Linked DNA regions of Scylla paramamosain: region 2 is linked to region 1. A link is a contact called in public Hi-C data. All regions are on one chromosome and are shown on one strand. The core of a region is the stretch at or near the end of the contact, and the rest is flanking DNA. Distances in the headings are between cores, read along the strand shown.

Region 1 (7,042 bases), core at 2,630-5,129:
TTTGACATCCACTGAATGTGTTGCACTGAGTGTTCACATGATGAAAGCTGAATGCAGTACAGGATCAAGTCTTCTAAATCTGATATATATAAAATCTTTTACAGGTAAAAATAGTAATATAAAATAGTTTTGTATGAATGTACTAACTGATTCAGTTTTCAATGTGGACAACTGGTAAACTGCTTGCAGAGGTGGACGGCTTGATTGGTGCAGCAAGACGAGTATTGCCATGAAACAGATTGTCATAACAAGACTTAAAAAAGATGAGAGGGGCTGCAGCCTAGCTCTGTGCCAAACATACATTTTTTTTTGTTTCCTATTTTTAAAAATTTCATATCAACCCTGAAAAATACAAGTCTTGGACCCATGGGTAATAAATAAAAATTTCAGAACACTAATATTGATCATGGAAATTTTCTTCTTAAAATGTTGTATCTAAATAATAATAATAAAAAAGGTACAGTGTACACATCTACCAATAATTTAATAGGTAGTTAGTCATAATTTTGCCAGCTAATAAACACTATAGTTAACTTGCAAGTCCCGTTGTCAGGTGGGGCATGAGGGGGCCGGAGGGAGAGCCACCCACGGAAGAGTAGTAGTCCAGCCTGTCATCCAGGGAGTCGGAGTCCTGGTAGTCCTCATCATCATAGTAGTTGCTGCCACCGTCAGATGATGAGGCCCTGGGAGTGGAGGCAGGTGTGGGGGCTGGGGAAAGCTCCAGCGCCTTCATGCGGCATGAACATGGGTGGAAGAACCGAGGGTCAATGAGCACCTCACCACAGTCCCCTCTAAAGATGAGACCACAGCACACCTTCTCCCTGTGGAATTAAGGAAAGGTAAAGTCTTGCTAATGAGATTGGCAGCTGTGGCAGATTGACAGTAGGGATGATGTGTCAGTACTGGGGCTATGGGAAAGACTTCTATTCTGATTTTATAAAACAGACATGAAAAGTATGTTCAAACTGATATATCTCCTTTGGCAAAGAATATTAGGTACCCTCAGATAAAGCTGAACATATATCCATGTACTAATGATTACTATTTTACATTTAAACTTTCTTTAAGAGATTAAATATGATTCATCCAATGCTTCTCTATATTCATATTCTTCAGTTCCAGTCTTTTCATTTAAACTTTTGCAAATTTATGGAAACAATTTCATCTTGAGTCTCTCTATAACCTTTCCCATAACCAGCACATTTTTTAAATTCCCTCTTCTTACAAGCAGCAACATGCATAATAATTTACAGAAGTCATATGGAAACCTTTCCCTTTTCTATAAAAGGCAATATCCAAGAACATTCATCCAATAAAAAGTGTGGAAACATCTTTTTCAAATACACAAGAAAAAGTGAATGCTTCAGTGCATTCAAGCTTTTGGAAATACTCTGAAAAGAGGATATTTTCAACCTAAACATAATTTGAACACTCGGACCACAATGCCAATAGCTTACTTCAGCCACTCATGTAGGACCTATGTTTGTCAAGATTTATGACACATGCACACAGAGCAATACTCACTGTTTCCAGTATGTTAGATCAACAAAGCTACTAAGTTGAAACTGTGAAGGTGGGATGGTCTTCCTCTTGGCAGCTCCTGAGAGTAGTGTGCGATCTTGTGAGTCTGCATCATCCTCTGAGGGGTAGGGGGAGGGATAGGGGGAAGGGGCCAGGGAGCCAGGCACAGAAGGACCAGACCCGTCACTTAACCTCTCATCCCCCACAGCAATATCATCACTTAGAGCTCCTGGAGATCTCTCCCGCCCAACCTTCCTGATATACCTGTGAGGATAATTAGCAATGAGTACTCTATATAAAGGAATGTTAAAAGCATTCAAACTGGCTCTACTAACTATACATATTTTTTAAATAACTTCTGAATTATGACTGCAATCTTCTATATCTTAATGTCCTTAAACCATATTCCAGTGAGAATATCTAGCATTGCATTTGTCACAATATTATCTTTTTAAAGGAATTTTTTTACTAATGTGAATTATATGCAGAATGAAATTAACTGAAGAATGTTACAACAATTCAAAGAGCCAACTGCACAAGACTAGTAAAACCTTTGCATTTGGATAAAACTCTTTCTGCCAAGTCCAAACATTTATCCACAGAACAATGATTACCAATTATAAAGCATTGTCTCTTTATATTATGTAAATTAATGTCTTTTCTGTCCCATATCTGCTCTTAATCCTCCTAGCTCTTTGCTTATCCTAATTAATCTTTGTTACTATAAAAATATTTTTCCAAAACCCTTTCAGCTCCACTAGATACTGTCTTACCATTATGATATTCATAAATATTTCTAAGGTGTGTACATTAATAAACTTTAAACTTACTCATTGAAAGGTGTAACAAACTCTATAATGTAAACTTGTACGACCATTCTTCACAGAAAATGTGGTCACAAAAATTACATTCAATAAATAATAAACAGAATTCACAATTATCTCTCTCCTCATACTCACCTATGCTTCTTCTTTATCTTTTCCTTCAATGGTTTATCTGGATTGTCTAAGTTCTTTTTTATTTTCTTACTCTTGAATTTTGTGAGGGATTTTGTACCAGGCCCAGCCCTTGCATCAACAACCTGTTAAAATATAACAATGTTAACATGAGGACAATTATAATTTCAGTCTCCTAACTTTATATACCTTTTATATTATTTTCTTCTAAGAAGATATATGTTGTCCATTAATAAAATATGGAACCAATGCATACTAAATTAATTATACTTACATGGTGCCAGTTGCGATCAGTTCCCTTGGGCAGCTTCTTCCAACGCTTCACTAAGAGGACACAGGCATTGCATATCTCCCCAGATCTCCGCTCCTTCAAGTTGAAGCAGTCCACAAAGTCATCTTCATACTTCTTTGAGTCTGTGAAGCGTGAGCTGGGGAGATAAAAAAAGCAGAAAATAAATAATCTGTGATCTTTGTGGAAATAAACCAATTATTCTTCTGTGCTTAATTATACCCTCATCTCCTATCCATATTTTTCTTCAATAACTATTACATATTACAGTGATTTTAATACCTAACATATATATTTGATCATTATCATTACCCAAATATTTGTGAAGATGTAAGACTACCTCCTTCCTTCATAAATCATCATATTATGCAATACACACATATAAAGATGCTGTATTTCCTTATCTTTGTTTGAGGATTTAATACAGGCTCTCTAACATTTCTGAATAAATTCTATATCACATCTTGATATAAGAATTATACTCAAAATGATTATGTCAAATTGGCTTTAATAATGTCTGCAAGTCAAATGGCTCAAATGCCCTAGTCTAATTTTGTTGTTCATACACCCCTCTTTTGTAGTTTTCTGGTAAACATGTGTTTGTGCAATATGAAACAGAGGTGAGTGAATAAACTGAGTGTTGCAGTAACTATCCATGCTATGGATGCCATTTATGTATCCCACTAAAATTACTGTTGAGGTGACTAACAAGGCAACATTCTTCATGGCTCCACTGCATATCCTTATAAATTATTTTCTTCTGAAAACTGGCTACTACATCGAACTGCATTCAATTAATCTACTGGTCACTTAATTCCTTTTTTTTCTTACTCCCTCCATTCTTAACTCACAACACATATACAGTTTAGTAATAGTGTTCACTTATATCCTCATCTTAAAAGGTTTACCTTGCTCTACATTCCATAATAATTAATTAATTAATAAAACACAAGTATAATCAACATCAATGCTTCCAAACCTCAGGAAAGATAATAATGCCAAGTACATATGTCCTACATAATCCAATAGGTGTGCAAGTATGCTACACTGTGCACCATCCTAACAGGGCTTGTTCTATCATCTCCTACATAATCCAATAGGTGTGCAAGTATGCTACACTGTGCACCATCCTAACAGGGCTTGTTCTATCACCCAGGTAAACTTGTACAGTTACTTTTCTATACATATTCATACTCTTCCACAAAAATAAAAAGTTATTAAAAGATCACAATATTAATTAGTCTAATTCTACATATAATACAAATATCTGAGTCCAGTATCCTATATAAAGAATCTTGAGAAACATGATTTAAGCAAACAGAAATTACAAGCTATTAAATATCATACTATGTAGGAATGACTAAGCAACAATGTGTGTGTATGTGCTCTCATTACCAATAAGATACAGGGAAAAGTTTGTGCTGATTTAATTCTAAAAGTACATGACTTGGTTTTAAGGGTATGAAAGATTCTTACTCTTAAGGCCATGTCATCATTATATTCTTGTGATATATTTGTCTTGATGGAAATGTTTTTCTCACAATTGGAAGAAATTCCGTCATGCTTGCTTACATACCAGTACCTATGTTATTATCACACCATCCAATACAGCACAGCCACGCTATGAAAGACATTTATACGAGTACCTCCTCCTCACACCCTTGCTGCATTACCCTTCTAACTACACCTTCCTCCATCACACTTGGATATAATTTCTAACACACACACACACACACACACACACACACATATTACTAAGCACTGTTTATTAATTAGTAATACTATAAGATACTATGTTTTCATGAAAGTATGTTTTAGTAAAGACAAAAAATTTAAATCTCTGAATAATCTCAGTAACTGGATATGTAGGGTTGGAGCCTCCATGCAAATGATCCAATATAGTAATGCACTACTAATCCTTAGTAGGTTCTGTATAAACATAACCATAATCAAGCTATAATGGTGGAAGCTTCAGATATTCCAACTTTGGTAATCATATTCTCATTCTTAACTTGGTATCATCTTATTTATTCTCTGTACAGTCTTTAATTTATGAACTTATTTCTTTAGGATCAGTTACCACAACAATATGGGTGTGTGCAAGTTTTCAGTTTCTATTAACAACTGACAGAACATCTGAAGATTATAGCAATAGCAATTTGTCACCTGAGGGTGCAAATGTCTTGCACAAACAGTGCCACCCAGTTTTGGCATAAATTAGTTTCCAAGTGTTTAAAACAATGGAAAATAATAATAGAGTATTAAAATAGTCAATGAAATGTAGTTAAGTGGCTCCCACCCTCTAACTTTCATGTTGCCTACACTACCCAGTAAGGTATGAATCAGTGAGCCATGATTTTCATTAATTTTGTCTGTAATGATGAACAAGTGCCACTACAGATTTTAATATATTTTTTTTTAATTATTAAACTTGATTAGTGTCTTCAAGAAAAAATAAGTGAGGAAAGGTGTGGGACACTACAATTTATCTTTAGCTTCTGGGAGTTGTGAAGGTCATAACTGCTCTTCCCGACCAAAGACGGGATGCAACAGACAACAGTAGAATACAGTATCGAAAAATCATCATCAATCAAAAGACAGCTTCTTTGTTCATCAATGCAATATGATCAGTCGTGACTGATTCTTAAAAAAATAAGTTCACTTTCACGACCTATCTATATAGGTACTGAGTGAAGGACCAACATATGCATGGAAATAGAAAACATGAATTTAACAAGCGAAAATCTCTGAATATAATATAAACTTATCAAACACCATTCTGATCTTACTTATGGGTTTCATTTGGTTCTGGTTTGTACTACTGCATACCTACTTATCACCCTAATATTTGTAAACTAATGTCCTATGCATTTGCTTTCATTCAGCTGGCTACCATGGAGACAAGCTTATACATTTTACCAGAAGTAGCAGCAGCATTTCAACAATAGCTCCAGATAATGAACCAAGCATGAGGTGTGTTTGTTATATGTATGGTTTTCTTGTTTGATGCCATTTCATTGTCATTTAACAATATTCGATACAAATTTAACAGAGACCTGGGTCTCTGTTAAATTTGGCCTTCCAAATGAAACCTCATGCATGGGCAATATGGCTCAAACCAAAATCTATGAAAATCTTTTCATATACAAACCTTGTAAATAAAGTACGATATAGTTCTCCATAAAAAAAACCCCAAGCTGCCATGACTTTCCAATGTATTATTAGTCATATTTTTCCAAAGATCTGCTACTTTTAAGATTATGTTCAATAATCACTGTTCTTCAGTTTTAGTTCATATATATGTACATTTCCAGTGCTAGCCAGACAATGTATCATTTAATTTCAATGAATTGGAAAGACCTGCTTCACAGTAACAGTTAAGAATGCCAAGCACAATAGCACAGCATCACAAGACTGAGTCTAGCATTCTGCAACAGTAACACAAATCTTGTGATACAGTGGTTCAAAAGTGGAGGCAAAGCATCCACTTAAGCCTGCTAGTGAATACAAATTATACAACTATAGTGAATCCAGACTAACTTGGTACTCAGGGTATTGGCTATACTTGTCCATACTGTTGCCACCTCAACCCCAGAGTGATCTGACCTGACCTGAGCCACCAAGGGATTCATGTATCAAGGACACATGGGTAGCAGCATTGCATGGCTTACAAATGATGCCAAGTGTACCAGAAGATATAAAGCACCATTGTTCAATAATCAAATCAAAAGCCATTCATTGGAATAATTAAGGCAAAGGGTTACAATGTGAATACGAGAAGGATAGTGTCATGTGCCTGTTGACTGTGGATGTGACAGCAATGCAAGGCAGGAACAGCCAACACCAGGAGTACCGAGTTGGGATTGATACACTATAGTACAATTTATTTTGCCAGACCTAAACCGAGCAAACTGCATAACTACAAATAAGTTATGAAACTGAGGACTGATCATTACTATTGTATGTTAAGAACTGGTATTTCAATGTTTTAAGTAACTGCTTTTGCAATAAACTGTATTTCAGAAACAACAGGCAGTAGATTGCACTTATGTAGTTTACTTAGTTCAGGTCTGGAGTAATTAAATACAATACTGTAATACTTTTATTATTATTATTTTATTTTGCTATACAGGTAAGCAGGGCAAATCTTGAGATGCCAGCATGGATGTTTTGAAATTTTTTGAAATACCTGTCATGGTTTCATACATTATTATACCTTGGAATGATAACCAAACCTCTTCTTTTAATAAAGTACAAAACCAAATTTATAAGATCA
Region 2 (7,042 bases), core at 2,165-4,664, 82 kb after region 1:
TTTATTTGTATCCTTATCCTAGCCAGTTTATTATTGCAATCACAAGTTTCTTAACTCTCTTACATTACAATCAATAATATACACATTTAATTATATTTTCCAACTAAGAATGATATTTCAGAACAATTGTATAAAAATACTTTAGACTTTATCCCTTTCTCACTTTAGCAGGTAGCTTTAAGTAGAATGCTCTCTCTCTCTCTCTCTCTCTCTCTCTCTCTCTCTCTCTCTCTCTCTCTCTCTCTCTCTCTGTCAAAGCCATTTACCAGTCTCTTATTCATATGAAGTTACACATATAATTATCACTACATTTACAAGTTAGAGACATAACTCCCCTCCCCACACACACACACACACACAAAAAAAATCTCTCATATTCAGATCTCTCTACCTAATACTTTTTTTTTATTTACTTACTTTTTTTTTTACTTAACTAGCATGTTCAAAATATTTCCAACTTTCCTCATACACAACTGAAAACATTCCTACAAGAACCTGTCACTCAAATAGACTCTGAGAAGTGAAGTATGCATTTTCTGTTAACCATTTTTTGGACAAAAGCAGAGTTGGCAAAGGTAACATACAATAAAATATCCATTATTATCTGGAATGGTCTTGTGGAGCCAATCACAGGACACAACCAAACCTTAGACAGCTAGGTGAACAATGAAAGCAAGCAAGCAGAGTATGGAATGTAGTGCTAGTAACCTGCTCTCACTGAGGAAAGGGCAGTGAGCAGATGTGACAGAGTAATTTCTCAATGTCAAAGCACCTAACACAGTAATCTAAAACATACTTCCTTTGACCTTGTATGTAAGTAATTTCCATGCCTCACAACCAAACAAAACTAAAAACTCTCAAACATTACCACCTTGGTCCAACAAAATACTATCATTAGATAGAGAAAATAAAACTGTACATAATACACAAAAACAAATGGGAATATATAAAATTAAAATACATAGCAAGTAAAACTTTACAAAATAATTTGTATATATATATATATATATATATATATATATATATATATATATATATATATATATATATATATATATATATATAAATATATATATATATTCAGGAAAGTATCATCCACTGATTAAGAAGAATTTAAACTGCTAACTAATCTTAATGATGTCACTGTGGTTCAGTGATAGGCATCTTCCTAAACTTTATGAAAACCTCACACTCCTACCCTCCTCCTTGTGTCTGGTTCCCTGTCAATCCAACACCTTTGAACAAAGCCATGATTAAGAGAAGACAATGCATTCTTATCAATATGCATGACAATCAAGATTCCAAAGGTATTGGGAGAACCTGATGTGTAATATGATTTGGAGGACACCGCCAATAAGGAATCACTAGCAACCTATGTCAGCCACAATCACTAAAGTAATGTAAGAATCATAATCTACCAATTCTTGGAAGAACTGATAAGTGAAGTGATGTATCATCAAGTGATATAGGCTGATCTTTACAGAATGCAAAGGTTTACCATTATGACACCAAAAGATCAATTATAAAAAGTTCATTACTGATCAACCAACAATGCCTCACTTTTGCTCCAAACAGTTCAGCCCATTTCCAACCAACTATAGGAGATTCATCTGGTAAATGTTTCCAATATTTGCATGTTAAGCTTGCTTTAAACATTCATTACAACATTTTACAGGACTGTTTTGGTATGGCCAACAAACATATTCAACATATTCTGATCCATCCTTGTTCCACATGTCTGAGTAAGTGCTTACACTTTTATGACATGTAATACACATACCATTTCTTTCTAATATGGTTCATTAGGATATCTTAGACCGTCCAGATGAGGAAAACGTTATGAGGAGAATAACTTCAAGCCCTGAAGAGCATGTCATCACGAAACCAGGCCAGCCTCATTCCAGCCCAAGCTCTCCTGTGACTTTGCAGTGAAAGGAGTTAACAAGTGTGTCAATGGCACCAATGACGGGGCCTAACACTACCCTGCGTTGTGGGGTGCTGACAGTTGCGGCCATGACGCCCTTTAAGTCTCGCACCGCATCATGCCTACGCCGTCCTGACATCCTACCACTTGATGACGTACACCAAAGCCAGACTGACGCCCACCATTAAGAAACTCCCCCTCCCTCAGTTTGCTCTCTCGCAAATCCCTTACAATTGTTTGAAATACTATTAATTTCTGACCGAACACTAACTGCAACCACGCCAAACGCTGACGCAGTTATCATGAAAGGCGAGGAGCAACAATTTGCAACACCTGTCCGCGGCGAGGCTGCCATAAATATCTCGTTAGGAAGGTGGAGCGAGCCCAAAAAGGTTACGCCAGGGCTATACGCCTGGCCGACATCACCACAGCCTTCTACTATACCTCAAACATTAGCACAGACCGACAATCATAGCATACATAGGGACAGGGAATGATAAATCTGGTCCTAACGTGGTCTGGCGTGGGAAGGGAAGGAAGCGAGGTCATTCAAAACTGGACACACACGGCATATTTTATCCTTTGTCACGTCCGCCAAACTACACAGACAAGCACGCCACTCTGCTGACATACAAACATTTCAGAGCCGCCTCCCGGAATGGCAAGACAGTATCAAGTTGTCAGGCTGTATGTGGTTTGCTGGTGACGGCAGTTTGAAAAGATTACTGCTGGTGTGGAGGAAGGAGCGTGGCCACAAGGACACCACTAACCTGTCTCATTGCAGTCTTCCCTCGCCCTTACAACTACTGACAGTACTACACACTTAGTGCCACTGCCTTCATGTAACAATTACCTGCATTAAACAACATGATACAAGTTGATTAACAGCACTTTAATACAAAAATGTAGAATTTCTCTTACCACACTGGTCCTGTCAGCGGCGCTCCCGGATCGATGCGCAGGAAGGCTGCGCACCCACACGCCTCTCGCTACATTTTAACTATAGGTGCTGCTATTTGAATTATATAACATTTTCCATTTCCCTCGTGGGAGCCACATCGAAACAAATTTAAGCATTGATACAGGTAATTTATCTAATTTGTCATATAACCATTTGAATACAATGAACAAAACTTCAACTTGTGATTTCGTCATTGCTACAGTGTTGCCAAATTTGATGGACGCATCGTGCAAGTTACTGAAAAATGTAGGATTCACCGTAATTTTCAAGGATTAATATTGATTCTATTTGAAAATAGTCAAAATAAATAAATTTTACAAACGACTTCGAAATCCCATGTAGTTTTATGTAATGCATCGTTGGGAAAATAAATGTTTACTGTTTTCTCATAGTTGTCATTCCAAAGATAAAATTATCCGTTAATTAGTCATCCATGAGAGGTTACACAAAACATCCTTTGTGGTGTTGTCGAGTCCTTTATGTAGCTTTCAATGTGGCACTTTTAGTAGACTTTCATTTGACCATCGTGACGTCACGAGACTTTGTTTACAGTGATAGGAAAAAGGAGGAGGAGGGGTTCTTTATACAATATTTATTCTCCGACTCACCTCTGAATCTAAGTTACTTATTTACCGTGTCCATAAACAGTTAATACACCATGTCGGTGGCGACAGCTGGCGGGTCACGAAGCTACAACTTCAAGATCGTGCTACTGGGGGAGGGTTGCGTGGGCAAGACCAGCCTGGTGCTCAGATACGTCGAGGACAAGTTCAATGATCGTCACATAACAACATTACAGGTGCTGATCAAATCCCACCTTATCATTTTATTTATGTTTGTTGTAATTTATTGAAAAGAATAACTTTGCAGGTGCTGGTACGGAAGCCATGCCATCACGTGACAAGTGCCTGGTTAGGTGGAGCTGACTGGTACCTTGGTAGGTGGAGCTGACTGGTGCCTTGGTAGGTGGAACTGACTGGTGCCTGGTTAGGTGGAGCTGACTGGTGCCTTGGTAGGTGGAGCTGACTGGTGCCTTGGTAGGTGGAGCTGACTGGTGCCTTGGTAGGTGGAGCTGACTGGTGGCTGGTTTGGTGGAACTGACTGGTGCCTTGGTAGGTGGAGCTGACTGGTGCCTTGGTAGGTGGAGCTGACTGGTGCCTGGTTAGGTGGAGGTAATTGGTGCCTTGGTAGGTGGAGCTGACTGGTGCCTGGTTAGGTGGAGCTGACTGGTGCCTTGGTAGGTGGAGCTGACTGGTGCCTGGTTAGGTGGAGCTGACTGGTGCCTTGGTAGGTGGAGCTGACTGGTGCCTGGTTAGGTGGAGCTGACTGGTGCCTTGGTAGGTGGAGCTGACTGGTGGCTGGTTTGGTGGAACTGACTGGTGCCTTGGTATGAATGTTCAGTTACTACACATAAACTGGATATTATGCTGGTATGTATATTGCTGTCTTGAGTGTGAAGAAGATTCATTTTATTAATATTTATCCTGTTTATTGTATAGGTTCCTTTCACTAACTTGTGTGACAGACAGTTTTTTAAATTTGAAAATATTAATTAGGATTTGGAAAAAAATAAAAATTTTAGGTGAAGGTAAATTTTTTATTTAAAGTTAATTGTCAAACAGAGCTCTTTTAAATACCTGAATATCTATTTCCTAGGAAAAATTCATGAGTTTGGCATTTTCAGAAAATTCATAAGTGGCATAAATTTAATAAACAAATCAGGTTTACAGTTTTTCATGAATAAAAACATTTTTTAGAAAAAAAGAATCAGCTCAAAGAAAGGTAGCTCATGCCTCTGCATGTAAGAAACCTTAGTCAACTCATGTTCTAGTTCACTTATGTTTTGTGTAGTAGTGGTCTAGGCTGCCCAAGAGTGCAAGGAAACACACTGTAGAAAGGCCACCATATATTAATAATAAAACTGTGGTAGTATAAGGGAGTGCTCAGCTGCATATCCAATCAGCCCGGAGGCTGAGAGGCCGGCCGCAGACTCTGGGTTCAAGGTGCCCAGGGGGCAGATGGTAGCATGGGGAACATATGAAACTGAAAAATACATACCTACTTGTATGTTGCTTGGCTACACCAACAAGGCATGGCCTGATGCCTAATAAAGTGATGCAGGGGACAAACCTCAACCAAAAAACCCAGAAGTCGTGCAGATGTGAAGATTGACGGTTGTGAAGTCCAAAAGTCACATAAGAACATAAGTCACAGGAACAGCAGCAAAGCAGATGATGTGGTAGCAAAATGGGAGCAAGAGCTGACAAGGGAAGGCAAGCAGGAGACAAAGCTTGACCAAAAATTCCAGAACATCTATTTTGTAGGGAAAATTTGATGAATTTTGCATTCTTCAAAAATTTCACAAACAAATCAGTTTTTACAATGTTTCTCATGATTTTTTAAATTTTTTTTTATTATTATTAATGGAAAATCCTTAGATATTCCCAGATTTATTGTAGATAATAGTGTTCTGATGAGTGAGGGAGTGAGTGTACAAATTGATTTCAGCCAGAAATTAAAGGCATTCTCCTTGCTCTTCCAAAGCACTTGGAATCTAGCCATAGGTCCACCCATTTGACTACTAATAAACAGGGCAGAAGTCAGGGTCTCCTGCTGCCAGGAAAAAAAACTTTTGGATAGTTCATTCATGATGCATAGCTCACAGAGACTGCTGCAGCCTTCTGCCCATTGCACTAGAATACATGGCATTTTGAAGTGAATAGGTAACCGCTTGTGATATTGTCAGTAAATTAAAGATCAACTCTTTTATTTATTTATTTATTTATTTATTTATTTATTTATTTATTTTATTTTTGGTGATTGAGTCAGAGGAGCAGGCAAAGAGAATGGTATTTCTGTATATTAATTGTTTTACTCAAAAAATGAAAGCACACTAATAAACACTGGACTGTTTAAGATATGTTGAATGAAAAGTATGCCTTGCTGTGATCAGTAGTGACTTCCTAAACATTTAGGATAGTATTATTTTTACTAATGTCATGCTTTTTAGGGCAGATTTTAACACCTAAGTATTTCTGTTCATTATACAAATCCCTTTCAATAATATGCATATATGATATACTTTCTGTTACTTGGAATAAAGAAGCATTGAAAAGCTTGCTATATACAACACCTGAGGCAGCTATCTAGGTCACAGGTGAGTCAGGTCTTGTGCTCACTCCTCAGATACAGTCATGTTAAGGACTCCTTCAGTCCCATGTGTTGCTTTCTCAGATGAGTCCTAATTTTGCATCTCTGCAAATACGAGTAATTCTGCAGAGTATTTTAGCCAATATATGTTACATATGTTGTTTATGAAGTCACACTGTATCATGGCATTTTACTGAAATATGATGATGTGTCGAAAGTCATGGCTAAAGACAAGGAGGCCATTCAGAGATCCTTGTCTGATCTGATAAAATGCCACATGCTGCTAGAAGGATTGATTGTTTTGTGCTCATTGGATATAAATATTGCTTCTGATTTTATGAAAAAGGAACTTAAACTACATGATTTTTTATTTATTTTGTTCATCTATCTATTTACTTATTCATTTTGTATATTTATTTATTGTTATTTTTGAATGACTTACATGCAGATAATTCTGCATGTATGTGATATTTCTGTAAAAAATATCTGCACATCAGCTGGCTTTCATGTGGAGGGTTTGCATCACTACCCATGAGTGGCTGTTTTCCTTGTGCTCACTTGTGTTCCTTTTCTGTCCCCTGAGAGATTTACACTCAGAAAAAGCAAAGTTTTTTTGCAAGTTTCTGAGGCTTCTTGGAAGATGTGCTGAACTGGACATGTTGGGAACAGCCTGATTTGGAGAAGATTGTGAGTGACTGAAGAAGATGCCATATGTCTGAAGATGAATATGAAGACAATAAAAGTTGGTGGTCCGGGTTGGTGGTCCTCCATTATCACTGTAGCAAATTGTTTCCAACTATCTTTCCAGTTGATGTTTTATTACATTGGTCTTCTACTACTTTGATACTAGAATAGAACAAGAAAAAAAAGATTTAAGCAATATTCACTTCAGTGTAAGAAGCAGTAAGTAGACATAAATCTATTATAAGACAGCTTTTCTATGATATTCATTACATGGTGCTGCATTGCTGTACATATGTACATTGATTTGGCTTTGATACTTTTAG

The links. Hi-C and Micro-C count contacts between places; a contact is called where the count stands out from the background.
Region 2: a contact with region 1 is called in a Hi-C map of testis, with 3 times the contacts expected there. The contact joins the promoter of LOC135102074 here to the enhancer-like site in region 1. A contact is called at or near these places in 2 of 2 Hi-C or Micro-C datasets (muscle and testis).

The regions. Positions count from the first base shown.
Region 1 is chr1:25,251,647-25,258,688 of ASM3559412v1, forward strand. It overlaps LOC135102059 (SIN3-HDAC complex-associated factor-like), which reads right to left. Exons shown (of 7, transcript XM_064006749.1): 4 at 2,752-2,905; 5 at 2,481-2,602; 6 at 1,525-1,785; 7 at 1-821. The coding sequence ends at 530. Among protein-coding and RNA genes, the nearest start is that of LOC135102050, 10 kb to the left of the region's middle. Within about 2 kb of position 3,880, the one cell type or tissue checked has an H3K27ac peak away from gene starts, as active enhancers do.
Region 2 is chr1:25,334,084-25,341,125 of ASM3559412v1, forward strand. It overlaps LOC135102074 (ras-related protein Rab-21-like), which reads left to right and starts at 3,415. Exons shown (of 4, transcript XM_064006774.1): 1 at 3,415-3,684. The coding sequence starts at 3,544. It overlaps LOC135102059 (SIN3-HDAC complex-associated factor-like), which reads right to left and starts at 2,902. Exons shown (of 7, transcript XM_064006749.1): 1 at 2,846-2,902.